Linked DNA regions of Triticum aestivum: region 1 is linked to region 2. A link is a contact called in public Hi-C data. All regions are on one chromosome and are shown on one strand. The core of a region is the stretch at or near the end of the contact, and the rest is flanking DNA. Distances in the headings are between cores, read along the strand shown.

Region 1 (4,156 bases), core at 1,243-3,742, 410 kb before region 2:
GGGGAAGAGTCGACACGATGGATCTCCGACCGCGGACCAGAGCGGCGAGGGGAGACGGGGTCGAGCAACGGCGCATCGCCAGAAGGGGGAGCGGAGGGAGAGGCGAGTAAGGCGTCACGATACGATGCGACCGACAAATCAGATCCATTACTCCAATCCCCGGGGCCTGGGGTGCGGACCCCCGGGGGAGGAGGCGACATGTCCCTAGGGACGAGGGGGGGGGGGGGGGCGCCGGGGCCGTAGTGACGGCCGACGAGGGGCTACGAGGTGGCCGCCGGGCCGGAGTGGCCACCGGCACGGCTAGGAGCGAGGTGGGAGTGGTCTCCAGGATTATCCCATGCTTACAAGTGAAGACATATCACGTGTCCCGTGCCAATGTGCCACGCGACCAATTTTTTTTTTGAAGGAAACCAAAGATATAATTGGACACGGAGTTTCTGTGCACGAGCGCGTCGGCCCACGACAGTTCTTTTACATTTGTTTTCCTTCTACTGCCAGGCATTTTATTTTACATTTTCTTAGTTACGTTTATATTTCCAAAATGCTCTAAATATAAAATATTTATGAACAAATTAATTTGTGTAGTTTTCAAAACATTGTTCACCACATATTATAAAAAATTGATAATGTAAATTTTTTCTTCTAGTGTTTATCAAAATGCCATAAAAAATGTTCATGTAGTGTTTTGTTCGCAGAAATTCAAGAAAATGTTCTCACCACTCAAAATAGAAAATTAATGAACGTTGAAGTTTTTCACAAGTTAAAAAATTACTTTTTGTGAAATTTTTCAAAAATCTTCACCATGTATTAAAAAACGTCCAACATGTGTAAATGGACAACATGTATTAAGAGAATCTTGAGTGTGCTCTTGAAAATAATTGAGCATGTATTTTAACAAAATGTTCAAGGGATATCTGAAAATATTTCACATGCATTTGGAAAAAAATTAGTGCATATTCAATTTTTTATGAACGTGTATTTGAAAAATGTTAAACATGTATTAAAAAAGTTTAACCTGTATCAATAAAATGTTCAGCCTTTATACAGAAAATATACAGTGTATATTAAAAACAATTGACTTTTATTTAAAAAACTTTAGCATGTTTTTTGTAGGGACCGTGTTACTCATCATGATTTGTATCCACTTGATGTTATATTTTGCGTTAATAAAAACACCTTTGACAGAGAAAAATGTATTTGAAAGAGCTAATAAAACTAAAATATAAAACTAGAGAGAAAAACCTATGAAAACCATAAAGATGAATACAGAAAAGGACAAACAAAAAAAATCATGTGGGGGAAGGTTCCATGAGCCGATGCAGAACTTTCCTAAAACCACCTATGTACTCCCTTCGTTCCAAAATAGATGATCCAACTTTATACTAACTTTAGTACAAAGTTGAGTCATCTATTTTGAAACGGAGGGAGTATGTATTAGTTGGGCTAGCCCATCCTACCGCTTGCCTCCTGCGAGAAAAAACTCGGTCTTGCGGTAAGTGAGATATAGCTCTTGCATGGGTGATATATAGCACCGGCGCCATCACTGGACTTTGGGTCTGGCAATAGGCAAGAAATAGGTTCTCACATGGGAGAGATTCAGCACCGGCGTCAACACTGGATTAGGCTGCTCCAGTAAAAAGGAGTGATTTTTCTCGGTGGATCCTATATGAAGCCCGCGGGCCTCATATAGTTGCCACGACGCCAACTGGGGCACGCCGAGTGGACCGGCCAGTTGTGTTTTGTCCTTTGGTTTTCTGTTTCATTTTTTCATACCTTTTTTGTTATAGTATTTTGTTTTGGGGTTTTCATTTTTTCTGATTTTCCTAGATTTTTGTTTCTGTTTTCAAGTAACTCCAGAATTTCTAAAAATATTCATCATATGTTATATAAAAGATATGTATTTCCAAAATGTTCATCATGTAATTTAAAAATGGTCATCCTAAACCAAAAAAATGTTTAGTATGATTTTTGAAAATGTTCAGATTATTTTAAAAAATTATTTAACACAAGTTTAGAAAATGTTCAGTTCATGTTTAAAAAATATTCACCATATATAAAAACGTTCACGTGTACTAAAAAGATGTTTTAAAATTTCTTAAAAATCGGAACTTAAAGAAAATGATTGAAAATTCTATTTTTTTATGAAATGCTCTGAATGTGCAAAAGTTTCCTGATTTAATATATAAAATTTTCCTGATTTTAATATATAAAAAACGGACTAATGATTTTTTAGGCAAAGTAGTTTTTTAGGATCTTCAGGCATAGTACTATGTGGCATCTCGCTGTTGGCCGGCCCACTTGGTGTTGCCCTGTGCGAAAGCTCAACTATTGGACGCCAATGGGCGTCTAATAGGAGCACTCGATTTTCTCAGTTTTTGTGACAAAGTCCATTTTCTCAGTTTTTTTTAGGGGTACTCGATTTTCTCAGCTGTATCTTTTTTTTATGTGATTCTGAGTTTTTTTTTGAGGGGTATGTGATTCTCAGCTATATCTTGGTTCACGATTCTGCTACGAATTAGTGTCCCCCAAATTTTCCCCAGACGGCCACACGCCACCGAAACCAGATCAAGAAACTGGACCAGTTGCGTCCGTCGCCGGGTTGGACTCCACCTGCCGGGATCGATCTGCTCCCGCCGGCCTTCCGGCGTGTTCCATCGATGGGATACTGGTTCTTCGGCGGCCACGGCGGCTTCTATATACCCTCCTATGACGGGAGCCAGCCTCGACCCGCTGGCCCTCACCGGCCGTTGCTGTACGATGAGCAGATCCGCCGGATGGAAGAAGGCGTACGGCCACCGGCCAACCCCACAGCCTGGAAATACTTCAAGATCTTCACTAGGGTACGCACTAGACAGAACCCCTTCCAGTTATCCTTCCACTGCCCCCTCTAAATTATCCCTTTTCTTTCACGGCCTTCCTTTTGCTTCTCTGAATTATCTTTCCTATAGTATAACGTGCTTCCTCCGTAATAATCTACAGTATATCAGATCATAGATAGAAAACTCAGATGATTGATTCTCCGCTCGTGCATTTACTTCTTTATTAATCACGCATCTATCCATGGATTTCAGTATCATTCGCTCGCTCGTGCATTCAATCCTTCAACTACGCATCAGTCCATGGATTTCGGTAATTTGTCGTGCTTGCTTACAACCTCGCTGTGTATATGGTTTTTGCAGTGTTTCATGGCCGCGATGAGCATCGCGATGATGGCCTCGATATTCGTGGCGCGATATTTCGGTTCGGAACCTCAGGTGCAGGATCCCTATATTATGATGGGACTTATCGTCTTTGCTCTCATACCAGTGGGATTCGGCTTCATAATAACAGGAGATATAGAGACCCAGGACACGCGTGCTCAAGGGGAGGCACTGTCAAGCCGGAGCCATGGATTTGAGGATCTTCGTGCCGATATGGCTAGGATTTGTGCATTTCTCGAGATACGCTAACTAGTTACTCTCTTGGATGGAACTGCTTCTCATAGAATGCGTCTTGTTTATCTAAGATTGCATCAGTTATTATTTTCTTGAGGTGAGGCACACTTGTAATTACCGCTGTACACAGAATGAATACGCAGCAATTATTATTTTCTTCAATAAATCAGTAGGAGCACTATACCTTTCTTATGGAAGAACAGATTTACTATTTCACATCTAGAGGTGAATTATTATCTCACATCTAACTTCCAAGCCGTTTGATGAAAAGCATCACGATTCGTGTTCAGCCACCGTAAGAAAAAAAATCTACCTAGGCAGCTCCCGCTCGTTCTTATCCTTCGCTTCCGAGTATGTCCCCCGGTGGTCGAATTGCTATGCCAGGCTCGCACGGGCTGTTTTTCTTCTCACGTCTTCTCATGGGCTGTTGTGTCAGCATCTCTCCTACACTGAACCATTCGTCAGATAAGCAACTGGAGAGCGAGGAACCTGAAGCTACAAGACTTGGCGCTCCACTACAGGCCTCAAGGCCCAGTCGCGCTAAGAAACCTCCCCAGTGGCTTGCAGGCCCAGACTGGGCCCGCTATGGGATGTAACTGAGATCAGTATAAGAGAGAGTGATGCTTCTTCGTTTTGGCTTGGCTAGGCTTTGGTAGAGGCTTCGGCCGATCTGAGAGATTGCTTGTAATTTCATACTTGCTGTGAGGGAGGATGGGCGGAAC
Region 2 (3,626 bases), core at 144-2,643:
TTGGTTCTCTGGTGAGCGGCCACCACCACGGAGGTGAGGAGGGACGTAAGAGCTGCGAGTGGGACGCGAGTTCTGGTGATTGGCAACAGGGGCGGGAGCAGCACCAGTCGCGGGCGCCGATTCCTCGGCGTTCGCAACTGAATCAGCCCATGAAGATCGCATAATTTTGCACAAAACCTTTGATGAAAGTGCTACGGCTGAACGCTAAAACCTGTGAATATCAGGAACAGCTATTCAGTACAAAAAGTAGACCACGACAATATGTTACCAGTAATAAATACAGAATCTGAACAAAAAGAAGTGCTTCAGGTTAGAAATATTTTTGCTTTGGCAAGGTATAAGAGCAGTTATATGATTGTATCAAACACATGTGTAATGCAGATTCAGGTCAAATCCATGATATATGCTAACATATATAAACCGAATCGTAAGTTCAAGCCCAGAAGATACAATAGAATCTACACTAACAAAAGCGGTTCAATTAGGATGGTCCTCTGCGAGACAAGCTACCTAGATTTTGCTCATACGCACTGTAAACTACCAACAAAACCCTAAGCATGAAGCCTCTTAATGTAATCTGCAAGTCTAATACTTACTCCCTATACCTAGAAGCAGAAGCACACACGTCCCAGATTCAAAACAAAAGCTGTACACAGGCGGCACTGTCATACTAGAGTAGATCTACGTACGGAGAGGAAACACGCTAACATAACAAGCAGAGATCTCGTCCAAACACAAAACGCCATCTATGAAAACAGCTAGTAAGATGCCCTGAACGCACCAACCGCACCAAATTGCGGCGGAAATCTCGCATACACAAAGATGAAACGCGGCATGCAAGGTGGGAAACCCCGCTAAGCTTCTAGATCGAACCACTGCGAGAGGGAAACCGGGCGCACTACTGCGCACAGGATTAAGCGGCAGCGGCATGTCGCGCTAAACCTTGGCCGGGAGAAGCGCTTGCCTCGGTTAAGGAAAAATCGAAAACCCTAGGAATCTAGCGGCCCTGCGGCGCCGGAAACCCGCCGACAGCTAGAAAACCCCGAGAACAGCAAGCAGCCTAGCGCGACGGCGAGCCCGGCCAAGCTCCCACGGGAGAACAAAACCACGGGAACTGATTGGATCGGGCGGAGGCGCCGCCCAGATCGGCGCGGGGGAGGAGGAGATCGGGGAGGGGAGCTGACCTGCGGCGAGCGAGCGGGAGGGAGCGGGTCGGAGTCGGCGGGGCTGGGGGCTGCGGGGGGCGGGTGTCGGGAGAAACCCTAGAGAATCGGGGGGAGAGGAGAGGAGATCGAAGGTTGAAGGGGGGAAGGTGGGGGGAGAGGAGCCGAAGGGAGCAAGGAAAAGCTGCGGGTGGAGGAAGGGTGCACGCACCTGGCTCGGCTTGGCTAGGGTAGGGAGAGGAGGCTGGAGGCGCCCCAAAATATCTGCCTGCCAGCCCTTTTTCTGACTTGGCCGGCCCGCAACGCGTGCGCGCCGCGGCCTCTGTGCGTGACGGTGGTGCGGCTGGTGTCCGGGCTGGATTCCTCCCTCCGGCCGCGTCATGGGCCCCTCCTCTCCCGCGAGACGTGTGCCGCTCGACTTTGCAACTTCGCAGTGCGTGTGTTCGTTTTTTTTTTTTTTGGCTACGGACCTTTTCTTTTTTTGCGTTGATGAGAAAGGGGTTCCGTGCAAGGTTTGGAAAAGAAAATTCCAGGGAATAAAAATATCAGTTCTCGTATGAATTTGCGAACCAACTTTTTTGGATGATTAAAGGGACTGTGGTATACTTGTCCCACCAGAGTTCAAATCTTGGTGCTCACATTTATTTTTGAATTTATTTTAGAATTTCCGGCGATGCGATCTTATGATGATATGTCGGCTCCGTCTTTCGGAGGTGCTCATAAGGGTAGGGTGGCGTGTGTGCGTTCATAAGGGTGAATGTATGCGCATGTATATGAGCGCTTGTGTGTTAAAAAAAATGTTTTTTTGCTAATTCTTGCTCTCTTTTTCGTTGGCGTGGGCACATGTGTTTCTTTCTTCGTGGCCGTCCAAAGGCATCGCTTCTGAATTGGAATGGCATCTCACCTACATGCTCATCTTGTTCCCAAGGGCTGCGTATATCTGACTCTTATGTGTTGGTTATCAACTACAAATTGCATTTGTCTTGCTCTGGATATGGCGACGTGCCGATACGCCAAGCTAGATGATTTGTGTTTTTTTGGTGTGAGTGTTTGAACCTAAAAAATATATTATTTTACAGTTTACATCAAAGCTGTTGATAATACTGGTTTTGCAAGCAATTTCAAGCGGTGTTCCGCCTTGTTAAGCGTTTCACGTCCTAACTTGGCATCTACACGTCACGCTAGTTAGTTTTTTTTTTTTTTTGCGGTCAGAGCATCTCCAATAGATGGTTCAAAATTTGGCGGTCCAAAACCGAAGATGTAAAATTTGGACCGCCAAAAAATGCGTGGAGCTCCGAAAAAACTCAACTCCAACATATGGTCCAAAAGAGCAACTTCAATAGATGGTCCAAAATGAAAATGAAAATTTCTTAAAACGACAAACTACCAGTCCATTCAACATAGTTTAAACATCAAATTCAACATAGTTTCATACATGAACTTCAACTACTACTTATTCAAACTACTAGATAAACTACTCCTCATCGTCGGAGTTGCGGAACTGCTCCCAGAACTCGTCCTTCTCCACGTCGTCGCACCCCTCCTCCTCCTCCTCCTCCTCCTCCTCCGAGAAGTCTGCCCAGTCCTCCTCGGAAGAGGACTCGATGGGGATCACCGTCGAGGGACCGGCCTCGTCCTCCTTCTTCTTTTGCTCCGCCTCACGCTTCCAGTAGTGCTCCAGCTCGGCCTGGACGTACTCCGGATGCTCCCGAGCAAACCTTGCCATCGCCTCCTCGTCGGTCTCGCCGGCATTGACGACAACCGACGGCTTCTTCGTCGTGATCTCCTTCATCTTGATGCCCTGCGGCACAAGCATCTCCGCTTCCACCCGACTCTCGATCTCTGGGAAGTTGAGGTGCTCCCGAGGCCTCCCGGCACGCCACACCGTCACGTCGTAGGCACGCGCGGCCTCATGGGCGGAGGGGTACGTGCCGACCCACCAACGCCTCCCGGCATCGGAGAACTCCACTCCCCAGTTACCGGAGGGCTTCTGCCTCACGCCGAAGAAGCCCGACTTGCCCTTCGGCGTCTTCTTCGGCGCCATCGAAGAGCGGTGAGAGCGGTGGAGCAGCGACGGCGGCCGGACGGAGCGGTGGCGGACGGAGCCGGGCGGGCGAAGCTGCGGGGCGGTGGCGGATGGAGCCGAGCGGGGTGGAGCTGCGGGGCGGTGGCGGACGGAGCCGGGCGGGGCGGAGCTGCGGGGCGGTGGCGGAGCTGAGGGGTGGTGGACGGAGCGGAGCTACGACGGCGGACGGGGCGGCGACGCACGGGGCGGGCCGGATCCGCGATGGGCGGGCGGCGGGGCGGCGTGGAAACAGCGGCGGGGGCGGGGCGGGGCCGGATCTGATGCAGGCTGCGTGCGGCGAGGCGGCAGCGGGTTGTGGGGGCGGCGGCGGACGGGCGGGAGGTCGCGAGCGGGCGGCGTGCGGCAAGGCGACAGCGGGTTGTGGGGGCGGCGGCGGA

What was found. A called contact is a pair of places that touch in the nucleus more often than the background predicts.
Region 1: a Hi-C map of leaf shows a contact between it and region 2, with 5 times the contacts expected there. The contact joins the promoter of LOC123117320 here to the promoter of LOC123113829 in region 2. A contact is called at or near these places in 1 of 5 Hi-C or Micro-C datasets (leaf) and 1 of 1 datasets of contacts at active chromatin or transcription factors (leaf).

The regions. Positions count from the first base shown.
Region 1 is chr5B:639,763,870-639,768,025 of IWGSC CS RefSeq v2.1, reverse strand. LOC123117320 reads left to right here and starts at 2,492. Exons shown (of 2, transcript XM_044538098.1): 1 at 2,492-2,840; 2 at 3,180-3,539. The coding sequence starts at 2,658. The coding sequence ends at 3,449.
Region 2 is chr5B:639,352,235-639,355,860 of IWGSC CS RefSeq v2.1, reverse strand. It overlaps LOC123113829 (DEAD-box ATP-dependent RNA helicase 37), which reads right to left and starts at 1,393. Exons shown (of 7, transcript XM_044535142.1): 1 at 1,185-1,393; 2 at 1-211. The coding sequence starts at 162.